2 separate regions of the Gossypium arboreum genome follow, and region 2 is linked to region 1. Evidence: chromatin contacts called from public Hi-C data. All regions are on one chromosome and are shown on one strand. The core of a region is the stretch at or near the end of the contact, and the rest is flanking DNA. Distances in the headings are between cores, read along the strand shown.

Region 1 (6,612 bases), core at 2,427-4,926:
GCAAAATGGAGACCTTCACTAGGAGCTAATGTGAATATAAATTTTGATGCAGCCTTTGACATCAAGCAAGCCAGATCTGGTTCGAGGGTTGTGACCAGAAACGCCTCGTGGGAGATCGTAGCCTTGAAACTGACCTTACATAGAACGATCCCAACACCGTCTGCAAGGGAGGCGTATACATGCCTTTAAGCAGTATTACTAGGGGTTCATTTGAAGCTCGAATTGGTGACAATAAAGGGTGATTAGATGACAATAGTAAATAAATGTCTGTCAAATACTCTAGAAAAATCAATTTTCGGGGCTATTATAAGAGATATTTAATAATGTAAGGGGTATTTTCAATGGATAGACTTTCAATATGTCCTTAAAATAATAAATTATCTCATGCATGTCCTTGTAACAGAAAGCATGAAGAAAGGGGAGGAAACTTACCTTAAAGGAGAAGTTCCAAGCTTCGTTAGACAATAAATGGGACAGAGACAACTAAGGGAACCCAATTAAGGATGACCCATGTGAAGGCCGATTTGGGAGAGGAAAAGGCAAAAGAGAACGACTGATCTAAGAGAAATGTTGCTTTAGGAAACTACAACTGACAAAAAGAAGGGGATAAGGACAATTAATTATTTTGGTGGTTGTCAGCTACATATCTGACTAAACATTTGGTTTTTTTTTTAATTTTTTGGTTTTTTTAGAGCTTTTTGGATGGTATTTTTTTTATCTAGAGGACAGTTTTCAATTCTGGTTTGGGCCGGTTTCTTTTTCATTTCAGGCTGGTTTCATTTCTGGTTTAGGCTAGTTTTTTTTGGAACTTTATTTCTTTTTGTTTTTCTCTTGAATAATGAATGTCTAGTTTGGTATTTTTCAAAAAAAAAAAATTTATTGATACCCCTTGAAAGAAACGATACCAAATTGACATTATGACTTTCACAAATTTAGCTAAGTATCGATTCGATATCGATACCTTTTTATAAGGTGTCGACAAAATATGCATGGTTTTGATATTTCAGCTCCAACGGTAATTGAATTTAGAATTTCTTACAAAAAAATATCGAATACCTTTTTGTTTGGTATCGATACTTGTTGTTTCAAGTGTATTAAATGCTTTGATTTTCACATCCCTAACGGCTCTATTAACTACCACAACAACCCCAACGGTTGAAAATCAATTAGGGTATAAATACCAACTTCAAAAGATCTTACAACAACAAGAAAGCATATTCAAGCAAAAATCATCAATCAAACAACCTTTGTACTCAATACTTCCATAATTCTCTTGTATGCACTTGTGAGGTTTTATTGTCTTTCTTTTGCTCAAGTGTATTATTGTCTATTTGTGTTTAACTGGAAAATATTCTGATCTTGTTAGGGTTATTTATTTGTTTTCTTATTTGTAATTCTTTGAGAGAGCTTATCTTAAAATTTTGGGTAGAAATCTTAATAGGTATACAAGGTTAATCTTTGTCCTCAAAAGTTGAACAAATTAGTGAATTTGGGAAAATCCTTAGTTGTGAAAAGCTAAGGTAATGGAGTAGGCTATTAGGGCCGAACCACTCTAAATACTTGTATTCATTATTCATTTTCTTTCCTTGCTTCCACCAAAATTTTTAAAGGCCAATTCACCCCTCCTCTTGGCAATTTTGGTTTTGATTAATCGAGCTAATAAGTTGATTTTGGAAAAAATTGAATGGTGAATTGGTATGCATTTTAAAGTGCTTGTGCAGGTTTTAATATGTGCTAAAGGCACCTTTTGAACATTTTTCAAGTTAAGCATGAAATGGGCACCAAAATGAATTTTTTTTTTTACATTTTCGAACTAAGGTATCGATACTATTATAAAGGTATCGATACTTAGCTTTTTTTCATTTAGTTTTTGAAACAAACAAAATGCCAAAACAATATCGATAGTGGACTAAAGTATCGATACTCCACATCTAGGTATCGGTGAATTTTTCACTCTAATTATTTTTTCAAAAGAAACAGAATCGTAAAACAGTATCAATACTAGAACATGACATCGATACTTGTAAGTGAGTATTGGTACCATAAGTTAATTATTGATACTTGTTTTAAGGATGAGTGTTTCAAACATCAAAGTTAAATTTGGTATCAGTTCTTTTCAGGGGTATCGATACCTATTCAAGAATTTTGTAATTTTGCAATTTTACCCTATTTCATGTTCAATTTAACAATCAAGTTTTTGTACATTAGATTGAGTCTTAGGAAAGTTTATTTATCATATAATGATTTATTTTAATGTTTTTGTCAGTAGTTGCTCCGGCAACAGATATGACATCTCAAAGCTTAGACACGGAGATCGGGTCAAGTGAGGTGTGTTACATCTTCATTTGATTTTGATCGTTCATTGTTGGAATACACCTTAAGAGACCAAAAAATAAAAGTTAAATGAAGATTTGCTTTTTTGAAAATAATACTTCAAAAATTTCCCCTTAAAAATAAAGAAAGATGAAGGGACGAGGGATGAGAAAGATGAGGGGATGAAGGTAAGAAATTGGGAAAGGAAAAATTTCTTTCTTAGTTAAAGATATATGCTTTGAGAAGGGTTAAACTGCAAAAAAGTGTTTTGCACTTTGAAAGAGAATAAATTAGTGGGAGAACTTGCTTCGTTTTCACGTAAAAACATGACCAATGATTACCTATCTTGATGAGAGATGTATTTTATTAATTTAAATTTAAATCCTAATTAAGGGTATTCTAATCATAATAATACTCGAAATGCAAGTTCTATATATTTTGTACAATATTTTTCTATACAAAAATATTTTTCTATACAAAAATCATTTCCCTTTTATCAATTTAAAGTTTAAATTCTAATCAAGGATATTTTGGTCACAATAATACCCAAAAATTGGGTTTTGTAGTTCTATCCAATATATTTTTTTTGTACAAAAATCATTTCCCTTAAATTTTAGATTCAATCTTAAAAACTTCCTCTTGTATAAGAAAATCTGATTCTATGTTAGTCTTTTCCTTCTTTGAAAGAATCCCAATGCTGTAGTTTTATATTGGGTTAAATTACTATTTGGGGCTTAAACTTAGTAATTCTTTTCACATTGTGATTTGAACTTTTTTTTGGCCAAGTTAAGTCTTAAAGTTGATAATTATTCTCACATTGGAGCTTAAACTTTTTTTTGGTCTAAGTTAAACCCTGAGTTTAGTAATTGTTCTTACATTAAGGCTTAAACTTAGTAATTATTCTTATATTAAGACTTGAATTTTAGGGTTTTCAAGGACTACATAGTTAAAAAGATAAAAAGAAGTTCAAATCTCAATTTGAGAACATTTGCCAAAGTTTAAGGCTTAACTTGAAAAAAAAAAGATTTAGGCCTTAATGGAGGAATAATTACAAAATTCAAAGTCTAACTTAAAAAAAAAAATCAAATCCTAATATAGGAAAAGTTGTGAAGTTCCAGCCCTAAAATATGATTTAACTCTTTTATATTTTGATTTTATTTTTCAATTGAATTTTTAATTAAAAGCATAGCAAGGAGGAGGATTCTTTGTGCTAAAAATGTCATACCTAATCTAACCGATCCTAATTCAATTCAAGCACGTAACCACACTATCACACGTGTCATCAACTCCCCACCGTCTAAATCAATTTTGTTTTTGTATTTTTTCTTAAAGCCACACTTTGTAAAAAAACATTTGTTATAAGTGTAATTAATCACTAAAAATTAATTAAATTCCAGGCCCTCCCTTCCACCTCGGATTGATTAATGTCTGCCCTTCCGTTTACTTACAAGTCCTCAAAATGCTACTGCGCTCTCTTTACCTGTGCCTATTTTTTTTCTTTTCTTTATTATTCCCGTAAATTAGTTTCTGCTTAATGAATCAATAACTATAAACAAAGATAATCATAGTAGGGATATATTCTTGTTCAATTTCATTCTTTTTGTTTCCTTTTCTCTTTTTTTCTTCCAAATGAATATCAGATCTCTTGGGTTTTGCTGTTCTTACACTCTCTAAAGCTCCCGCCCCCTTCTTTTCTTTTCTCTTTTTTTTTTTCTTTCTGTTATACTTCTTTAAACTCTTTCCTCTATGGCAATCAGAGGTGTCGATTTCAAGTGGTTTGTTTTTCATCTCTTTAATTTTTCTTATTTATGCAGATAAAAATTGGGATTTTATTATTTGCTTTTTGTTTTTTGGTTTTTGCAGGTATGATGGGTTCTTCTTGTCTATGCTGGCTACAAGTGTGTATCCTTTTTCTCTTTTGATATTTCATTATTTTTAATTTGGGTTTAGGATTTTCTTGCTAGTTCTGTACATCTATGGATTTCTTTTTTTAAAGTTATTTTTGTTTTGGTAAAGTTTGATTGTTGGGAAAATTGGAGTAAAGGGGATGGGAAATGAATCTTTTGTTATCTTCTTTTGTGTTTGTTTGAGAAGTACTTGTTTGTTCTTTTAACAATTCTTTTCCTTTAGAATCATTGTTGCTATCAATTGGAAGCGTTATCATCATTGTGCATACCCGTTGCATATATGGATCGTGGTGAGTGTTCTTTTATTCGTTTTGGTTTTGGGAATTTTGTATGAATTGAAAAGTTGGTTCCTTCTGAATTTTTCTGATGCAGGAAAAGTTTCTTATGAATTCGAAACTTAATGTTTCAGGTTGACTACACTACTGTCTTCATTTTTCGTCTTTTGATGTTTGTAGATAATGGACTTGCCGCTGGAATGGGTTTGTAAGTACTTGTCTTTTACTTGTAGCTATTAAGTAGTTTAAGCAACGGAGTTTGAACATGGGCTTAAGAGTTTTTCATCATGAAGTCTGAACCGTTGCTTTTCAATTTCATGCTCGTGCTGTCGTGCTGCTCAACTTAGATACTAGAATGCCAATTAGCCATTACAGTTAAAAAATCTATTTCTACCTTTGTCCTGTTTGATTCTCAGTTGTATTTACCTGCAACTCTTTCTTCTGTAAAAGGTAGTATTCTGTTAGTAGCTAACATTTTACTTTACAGGTACTTATCTTATGCTTGACTTGATTTACTTCTAGGGATTTTGGGTGGCAGCAGAGGTATGCTCGATTTTGTGGAAGAATAGTGGTCCTTTCAATTCTGTCTATGCTACTTTATCCGTTTCTTTGGGCCTGGACTGTAATTGGCACTCTATGGTTCACTAGTGCTAGGAACTGTGTAAGTGTTTAATGCTTTCACAGTAGTCAGGATCATTCTCTTGTAAATGCTATCTTATCACTGGACTGGAGTTAATATGGCAAACATATGCAGTTGCCAAAAGAAGGTCAGAAATATGGTTTCCTGATTTGGCTGCTTTTCAGTTACTGTGGACTGCTTTGCATTGCTTGTATGTCTGTTGGAAAGGTTAGTCATGCCTATACTACAGTAGAGTGCCTTTTAATTCATCAATGACCTTGCCGTAATCTGTATGTTACATACCCATGATGACAGCTGTCTTTTGTTTCTGTTTCTTTCTTTTTATGTCATGTTCTCATGGCCTGGATGCATGCATGGCACATCTAAATTGTTTGTTATGTTAATTTCTATTACTATTTTCTTATCTTTCTTCATGAAATTCATCTTCTGTAGTGGATGACACGGAGACAAGCACACTTATTACGTGCTCAGCAGGGTATTCCTATTTCAGAATATGGGGTGAGTTCTTAATCTCTTACTACATATATCTTTAATATGGGAGCTTTATCATTAATATTTTATTATTTCAGTTTTATTTTATAATATTTATTTTAAGTTTTAGATATCTTTTGCATGGCTAGGATTATTAGTTTTCCTTGGGGTTTAAATCTAAGGTTAAGAATAGAACTTTATTTGCAAGAAAACCTAGTAAATTTACTTGCAAGGAAGTCTATTATAAATATGCTGTAACTTTATTACAGCCACAACATTATTATTATATTCTTTGAATTAATATAAGAAACTAGAGGTTTTTCTATAACCTTATGATTTTTAGAGTTTCACTTTCTTTCTAACTCATTTTTCTGCCTTTCTCTCGATTGCTGCTGTTACTCTGTCTAAACAACATCAATTTTGGTATCAAAGCCTAGTTAAAACGTAGGATCTAGATTAGGGTTTGCTTTTAAGCCATGGTTGGACGTGTTAGAGATCGAGGAACTCAGTGTCAAGAAACAGAATTGGTTGCATTATGACATGCGATTGAAGAATTGGTTGTGATAAGAAAAAGTGGAAACCTGGATGGAAATTTTGGAAGGTGCCCACAATCAGAGTGACATATCAAAAGATAGTCTCGTTGATAAATATGAATTTTGGTGAGGAAGAAAACCCCTTCCATGATGCTAGACCCACAAATCATATGGTAAGAGGTGGATTGGAAGAGTGGCTGGTGTATGCCCTTGAATTAAACAAGGGTGGAATTATTGTTGAATTTATTGATTTTTTTTGCAAGATGCATTGGAAAGAGCAAGAATATGATCTATCAACACCTATTTATGATGAGCATACAAAAAAATAATTAAAGGTGAGGAGGGGTCCAATATTGTGGCAGATGCACTTAGTCGACAAATTTCACTGCTTAAAGCATTGAGTGCTCTAGTGAAGGGATTTTGAAAAGTTAAAGATCAGGATGAAATTGACCCATATTTCACCCCAAACATAG
Region 2 (6,808 bases), core at 1,070-3,569, 820 kb after region 1:
GAATAGCTTGCTGCATGAAAAGCATCGCAATTAGTAGACCAAATAATTCACCAGCAACACGTGTAAAACGATTTATTATAGAACATGCCCCTAAAATTGCCAGTATGAAAAGCAAAAGTGCCGTCCAGACACAAACCCTGATAGTCCATCAAAGTAAAGAAAAAAGCTCAGTGCCATCAGACAACCTATCTGGTTCAGTACTCAAGTATGCTGGAATCAAAGAATACCATCCAGTCCAGGCTAAGAAGAGTTTATGCCCCAAATCCTTTCGGTCCTTTGCAAAGTTGAACATAAACGTATACATCAATACTGTTGGCTCTGCAACTCCAAGTATGAGCAAGGGCTGTCCTCCAACAAGTGAATGAATGATTCCACAAAGTGCTGTCGATGCAAGAGTTTGTACTGCAGTCAAACTTCCATCTAAAACAACAAGAAAGTATCACTGAGAAATCATGAAAAACATAGCAGAACATGTTATACATGTATAATTGTCTAGTCCCCACCTGTATTCCTTTCCAACTGCTCTCCGAAAGATATAACTGGAATTGCCGAAGCGAAGAATATATATGTCGTTGGAGCAAGAATCCTAAACAATCAAAAACTAAATATGTTATATCTTTAAAAAGCATTACTTTGAAATTATAGTAGCCTTTTTAATAGTGATGTTCACAAGCTTCAGATAACTCTTCGTTGAGCTCATTGTATCCTTTGCATAAGTGGAGCTGGGCAATGGATGTTACAAACCTGATACCTGCACTTAAGCCACCAGTCCAGTCTTGCTTGTAGCATAAAAGCCTTCCTTTCAGATCATTCTTGATTCCACGGAATGGAACAAAAGTTTCTTCCATGGTACCTCAATGTTGACTTTTCTTTCACCTTCTCAGTTGACAGAACTCAATGAAAGACAGAATACAAGACACAACACACTGAAAAAGATTGAAGGACTCGAGAGGCCAGTATGGAAACTAAAGTTGCATAAGGTAAGATAATTAAGTTGGTGAAATTATGGGTAGAAAGATAACATTTGGCTGGTCATTGTAGGAGAAAAATGATGGGAGTTCATCATTTTTCCTATGTGTAAATTGACCCTTGATAAGGGCAGTAATGAAATATTCAAAATAAAATAAACTTACATTTCAATGAATGTGTAAAGAATGATTTAAATATATTCCTATGAAAAGAATCAAATTAGATATGAATCAAAACACCTGAAATTCAGTTTGTCTGCAAAAAAAGTCAAGGGGCCTAAGTGCTAGCGAGCAAATTCCATAAGTGAATTTAATAAAGGTCTTAGTTAACGGAACGGAACCAAAAAATGCTATCCATATCTTCAGATCGAAATTAATAATCAAATTCAACCAAACTTAGATCCATAATCCTTCTCTATTTACCTTTTTTTTTACAAAACAGAAGCTTTCTTGATATCAACTAAATCCCGCCAAAATTAAACCAACAAGCACAAAGGCAGTTAGATCTTTGACAAATTACATGCTACAATCTTACATGCTAAAAAAGCCAAACAGGAATCTCACATAAGTTAAAAGTTTTAAAGAGTTTAAAAGCAAAATACCAGAAACTTAACGAAAACCCATCATCCTAAATTCCATTTCAGATCGTTTATTACAATCTAAAGCAAATGGGCGTTGATAAAAATCCAAGAAGAAACCTTTAAGATAAAAAAAAAAAAAAGTGGCAGTGGAGCAATATTAACGAGAATCCATAACTGGAAACATACCAGCACAAGTTTAAAGCAATTTTAAAGAAATGAGCATTAATCAAACAGAGAAAGGAAGCAAAAAAAGACAATTTGATCAAGATTACATTATAAGAAAGAGACCCTTTTCTCAAGGAAGAACGCAAAACAGTAACAAAAAAAGAAACAGACGAGGAGAAGAATGAGAGTAACAGGTTGCAGTGAGAAAGCTTAAGAGGAGTAAAGGGAAGGAGAAGGGGTAGAGAAATATGTGTGAATAAAAGGAGGAGAAGCTAAGAAGACAAGTAAAGGCAGAAGTAGGCAATGGAAAGGAGAGGAAAGTGGAAAACCAGAGATTGAGATGAAGATTTTGGTAAACAAATTCAGGCAATGAACAAGAAGATTTTTGGCGTTAAACGAGATAGTGTGCGGTGAGTAAGCATAAAAAAAACATTTCCTTTCAGCAATGAAAAATAAAGATGGCGAAAGGTAGTGTGGGCTAACGGTTGCTGACAAAACTGGAATTCTTAATTTAATAAAGCTTAATGTAAGTTTTGGGAGGCAAAAGTTGTGATTTGAGAAAATGAAAACGTAACCGAAAATAGGCAAATCATAAATGCGGCTTAGGCTTATCTTCTGAATTGATAACTTAAGCATGGTGTTGACATTTTTGGAATCTAGTCCTAAAGTTGAGCAAGTGCTTGTCCTTACATTTAACGGTTGTATTACAAAAATCAACATTCATTACCTATGTTCAAACCTAATTTCATGCCTGCTTTATATCTTTTCAATAATTATTTTCTTAATTTTTTCGATTAAAAGTTAAGTTTATATGTTTCTATATTCTAAAAAACCTTAAAATCTGTTTTCAGATATTAAAAAAAAATTATTACAACTCTTAACTCGATTGACATCAGCATTATTGTTAATTTATGAGATTATAGGTTCGAGCGCACTAATATTCTTTTATCTCTTAATTAAGGGCTGAGTTGTTTCGCAGATATTATTATTTGAGTATAAATGTTAGGTTTGGGTGTCCATAATAGACAAGATATTAACATTAACATTCAACATATCGATTGAGTCTTAGTTCAGTTGAGATTAACATTATCCTTAATATAGAAGGGTAATTAAAAAAAAAGGTAAATTACTTAGTTGGTCACCCAACTTTTAAGGCGTTCCCATTTTGCTTACCCAAAATGAAATTCTTACAATTTGGTTACCTAACTTTTAGAATGCTTTTATTTTAGTCACCCAAGTATTGAATTTCTAACGACACGTAATTGTACATGTCACGTCATGTTTACACTTTTATTTTGGCCAACCAACTTTTTGGTTGCTTTCATTTTGATTATTGAAAAATACTTTTTAAAATATTGATTGGGGTAAAAAATCAAGGATTAAAGTCAAAAGTAGTAGAGATTAAAATAATACACAAAATTGTGAAATTGTACTTGTTTATCTCATTCCCAAAATTCTAAATTCTTTTTTTAATATTGAAAATTTAAATTTCAAAACATCAAAATAAAATGAATAAATTATTGAAAAAAATTTATCTATTGGTAATGTCAACCGAATTGTTACAATGATATTAAAATTAAGATAGCGTCTACAAAACTTAAATTTTCTTTTGATTACATAATTTTGAATCTTTCATGCTAATCTAGAAAAGGAAAAGATACTGCAATTTTTTATAATAACAAAATGGTTGACATATCAATGGATAAAAATGTTCAACAATTTAATCAATTTGTTTTTATGTTTTAAATTTTAAAATTTCATTATTAAAAGAAAAAGAAATTTAGAATTTTGAGAATGAGATAAACAATACAATTTGACAATTTTTTGATATTATTTTAGTTTCTACTATTTTTCACTTTAATCCTTAATTTTTTTACCACAATCAATACTTTTAAAAAATATTTTTTGGGTGACCAAGATGACCACAATCAATCCTTTGCTGATTTTGAGGTTGATGTTGTGGCATTCCTTGAGACTCGAGTTAGTGGTTTGAATGCGAACGAAATTATAATAAGAATTGGTTTGGATTGTTCCCATAGAATCGAAGCTCGAGGTTTTGCAGGGGGATTTATAAATTTGTTGGAAAAATAGTGTCCAAGTCCAGATTCTCCTAAATGATGCACAATTATTCACTGTCGTTTGAGGAAGAAGCTGGGATCCAGAAATTTTCTAGTGACTTTTGTTTATGGTTATCTAGACAAATAGAAATGTAAGGCTTTATGGGATCGCTTGGATCAAGTTGTTTATTCCATTAACGAGCCTTTGGTTTTGTTGGGGGACTTGAATTCGGTTATTTCCCCAGATGAAAAGAGAAGGGGTCGACCAATTTTCTCTAGATGTCAGTTATTCCAAAAATTTGTTCATAGCAATGACTTGAGGGATCTTGACTTCAAAGGTCCCTAGTTTAGTTTAAGAAGAGGGGCAATTTTTGAAAGACTTGACCAGGTAATTGGAAATTGTAAGTGGTGTCGACTTTAATTTGATATAATAGGTTTTCATCTTCCTTGACTTAAATCTGATCACAAACCATTTTATTATCCATTAGTTCTCCTAGTCAATTATTTCAACCTAGTCCTTTTCGCTTTCTAGCTTCTTAGATATCTCACCCAGGTTTTTTCTCAATTTGTGTGATAATTGGAGAAATGGATCTGAAATTTACGCTAATCTTACTTCTCTTACTACTGATCTTAAAAGATGGAATACTAAGGTTTATGGGCGCATCATTAGAAAGAAACGATCGATTACTCATCGTATTGGTAAAGTTCAGGTTGCTTTAGATCATAGATGGTGCAACTATCTTCTGAATCTTGAAAGTGAGTTATGGATAGAATATTTGATGAGGAAGAATTACTTTGGAAGCAAATAATAAGATTAGACTAAATTCATTTTGGGGATCGTAATACAAAGTTCTTTAAAATAAATCCCTTATAAGGTAGAATTCTACTAAAATTTTTGCTTTAAAAATTGGGGATAGTTAGTGCTATGATAATGAAATTCTTCATGATGAAATGATTCATTTTTTTCTCCTCTTGTAACACCCCTAACTCGTGACCGACGTCGGTGTCGGACACGAGGGGTTAACGGCCAAATCCTCTCAAAATACCAACCAATTTGACATTACTAGTCAGGCTGGAAAACTGCGTCACCGTCGCCTTAAAAATCATATCTCGAGTTTCAAAACTCAGAAACTGGTTTCGTAAATTTTCCCTGAATTTAGACTCATATACCCATCCATGGATTTATTTTTAGAATTTTTGGTTGGGCCAATTGGTACAGTTTATTAGTTAAAGTCACCCATGTTACCGGGATCGACTGCTCTGACCTTCGTGCATTACAACTTGGATATCTCTCTGTACAGGGCTTTAATACTGGTGCCGTTTGTTTCTAATGAAACTAGACTCAAAATGGAATCTGTACATATAAGGCATGACTCCTAATTCTTTCTGGATAATTTATGGAAAATTTTCAAAGTCGCGACAGGGGACCCAGAAACCGTTCTGGCCCTGTCTCACGAGAACTTTAATATTTCTCAGTATACTGCTCATATGGTCGTTTCGTTTCGTCCATATAAAATAGATTCATCAAGGTTCAATTTCATAATTTACTCACTATTTAATTCTACTTCTACTATTTTTAGTGATTTTTCAATCTCATCTCACTGCTGCTGTCCGCAACAGTTACTGCAGTAGACTATGCCAATTTCATGAATCTTTCCTTGGCCTTAATCATCCATCATACATGACACAAATTATGGCCACCTTATCAAAATTAGAGTTTCTAAGACTCGTGGCTATAGGTTCTAGCATCCCACTCGACGACCACATAGGCCATTTTCACATGGCTTAAAGTTTACAACCCACAATTCGACAAAATATAATAGCCTATACATGCCAAATGTTCTTCAACAACAAAAACAATACCACAAGATTTCAGCCGTTGTGATGACTTCAGCGACGGTCCCGATCACGCAAACAATACGAGTCGGAGAGACCTAAAATGGGTGACAAGAAAACACCGAGTGAGTTTACAACTCAGAAGTCATAAGCATTCATCAATCCACCGATAAAGTTACTACAACATGTACAACAAACGAGGCTAGGTACTCATCCATATCGAATCTATACCTTAATACCTCGGACCTTTCGGTCCAATCTCGCACCAAATCATACATCCACATTTCATATTTTACACAACAAGATAATCAAGCATTTTTACACATTAACTCATTTTCCAGCACAACCATACAATTTCAATCATCACATAGATTTAAGGCTTATCAAGTTCAACCCCAAGCATGAACGTATTCTCTATTAAATCATGAGCTCGAGGTACTTACCCTATCTGCTGTCCATACTCAATTCAATGGAGACACACCTCCATATATATAGAGTACGCACACACAGTGCTTACTACTCGATTTCGCACACTTAGTGCCACGTAATTTAAGCCCGCACACACAGTGCCATACCCTCCGAGCTCGCACACCCAAGGCCTTAGTATTTTTCCAGCTTGCACACATAGTGTCATATTTTTCCAGCATGCACACTTAGTGCCTTATATTTCCAGCACGCACACTTAGTGCCATATATTTCCAGCACGCACACTTAGTGCCGATCTCGTCACCGTACACACGTATTGTTCAAGACACTTAGTGCCGAAAGCAAACTTTCTACACATTTCACTATTTCTTTTACATTCAACAAATGTCATCACTCCATACACATACATTTTCATTTATATATATATATATCATCCCATTAAACACAATTGCATAAATTTTACAATCATTTAAGCAATATCAAATACGTGTTTAATGACTTACCTTGTTTGGGGTAGAACGGTTCCAAATCGGCTACTCGTTTGCTTTCTCCTTTCCTTTATCCAATCTAGTTCCCCTTTGCTCTTGAGCTAAATCAAACAAATTTACTTCTCAATCTAACACATACATACGGCAACCATACAAATTTCAGAAATCAATTCATTCGTATCATTTGTCCATGCATTAATTTTTAACACATTCGGCCACTAGGGCAACCTATTTAACTTTTAAGATTCATTTCTAATTTTAGTTAAACAATGCCGAATGCCATTAAC

What was found. A called contact is a pair of places that touch in the nucleus more often than the background predicts.
Region 2: a Hi-C map of leaf shows a contact between it and region 1, with 4 times the contacts expected there. The contact joins the promoter of LOC108467091 here to the promoter of LOC108465367 in region 1. A contact is called at or near these places in 2 of 5 Hi-C or Micro-C datasets (both in leaf).

The regions. Positions count from the first base shown.
Region 1 is chr3:61,445,230-61,451,841 of ASM2569848v2, forward strand. LOC108465367 (E3 ubiquitin-protein ligase SIS3) reads left to right here and starts at 3,677. Exons shown (of 10, transcript XM_017765701.2): 1 at 3,677-4,088; 2 at 4,177-4,215; 3 at 4,444-4,510; 4 at 4,630-4,703; 5 at 5,018-5,156; 6 at 5,250-5,342; 7 at 5,568-5,633. The coding sequence starts at 4,060.
Region 2 is chr3:62,264,795-62,271,602 of ASM2569848v2, forward strand. LOC108467091 (probable boron transporter 2) reads right to left here and starts at 2,320. Exons shown (of 11, transcript XM_017767593.2): 1 at 745-2,320; 2 at 504-586; 3 at 228-420; 4 at 1-137. The coding sequence starts at 848.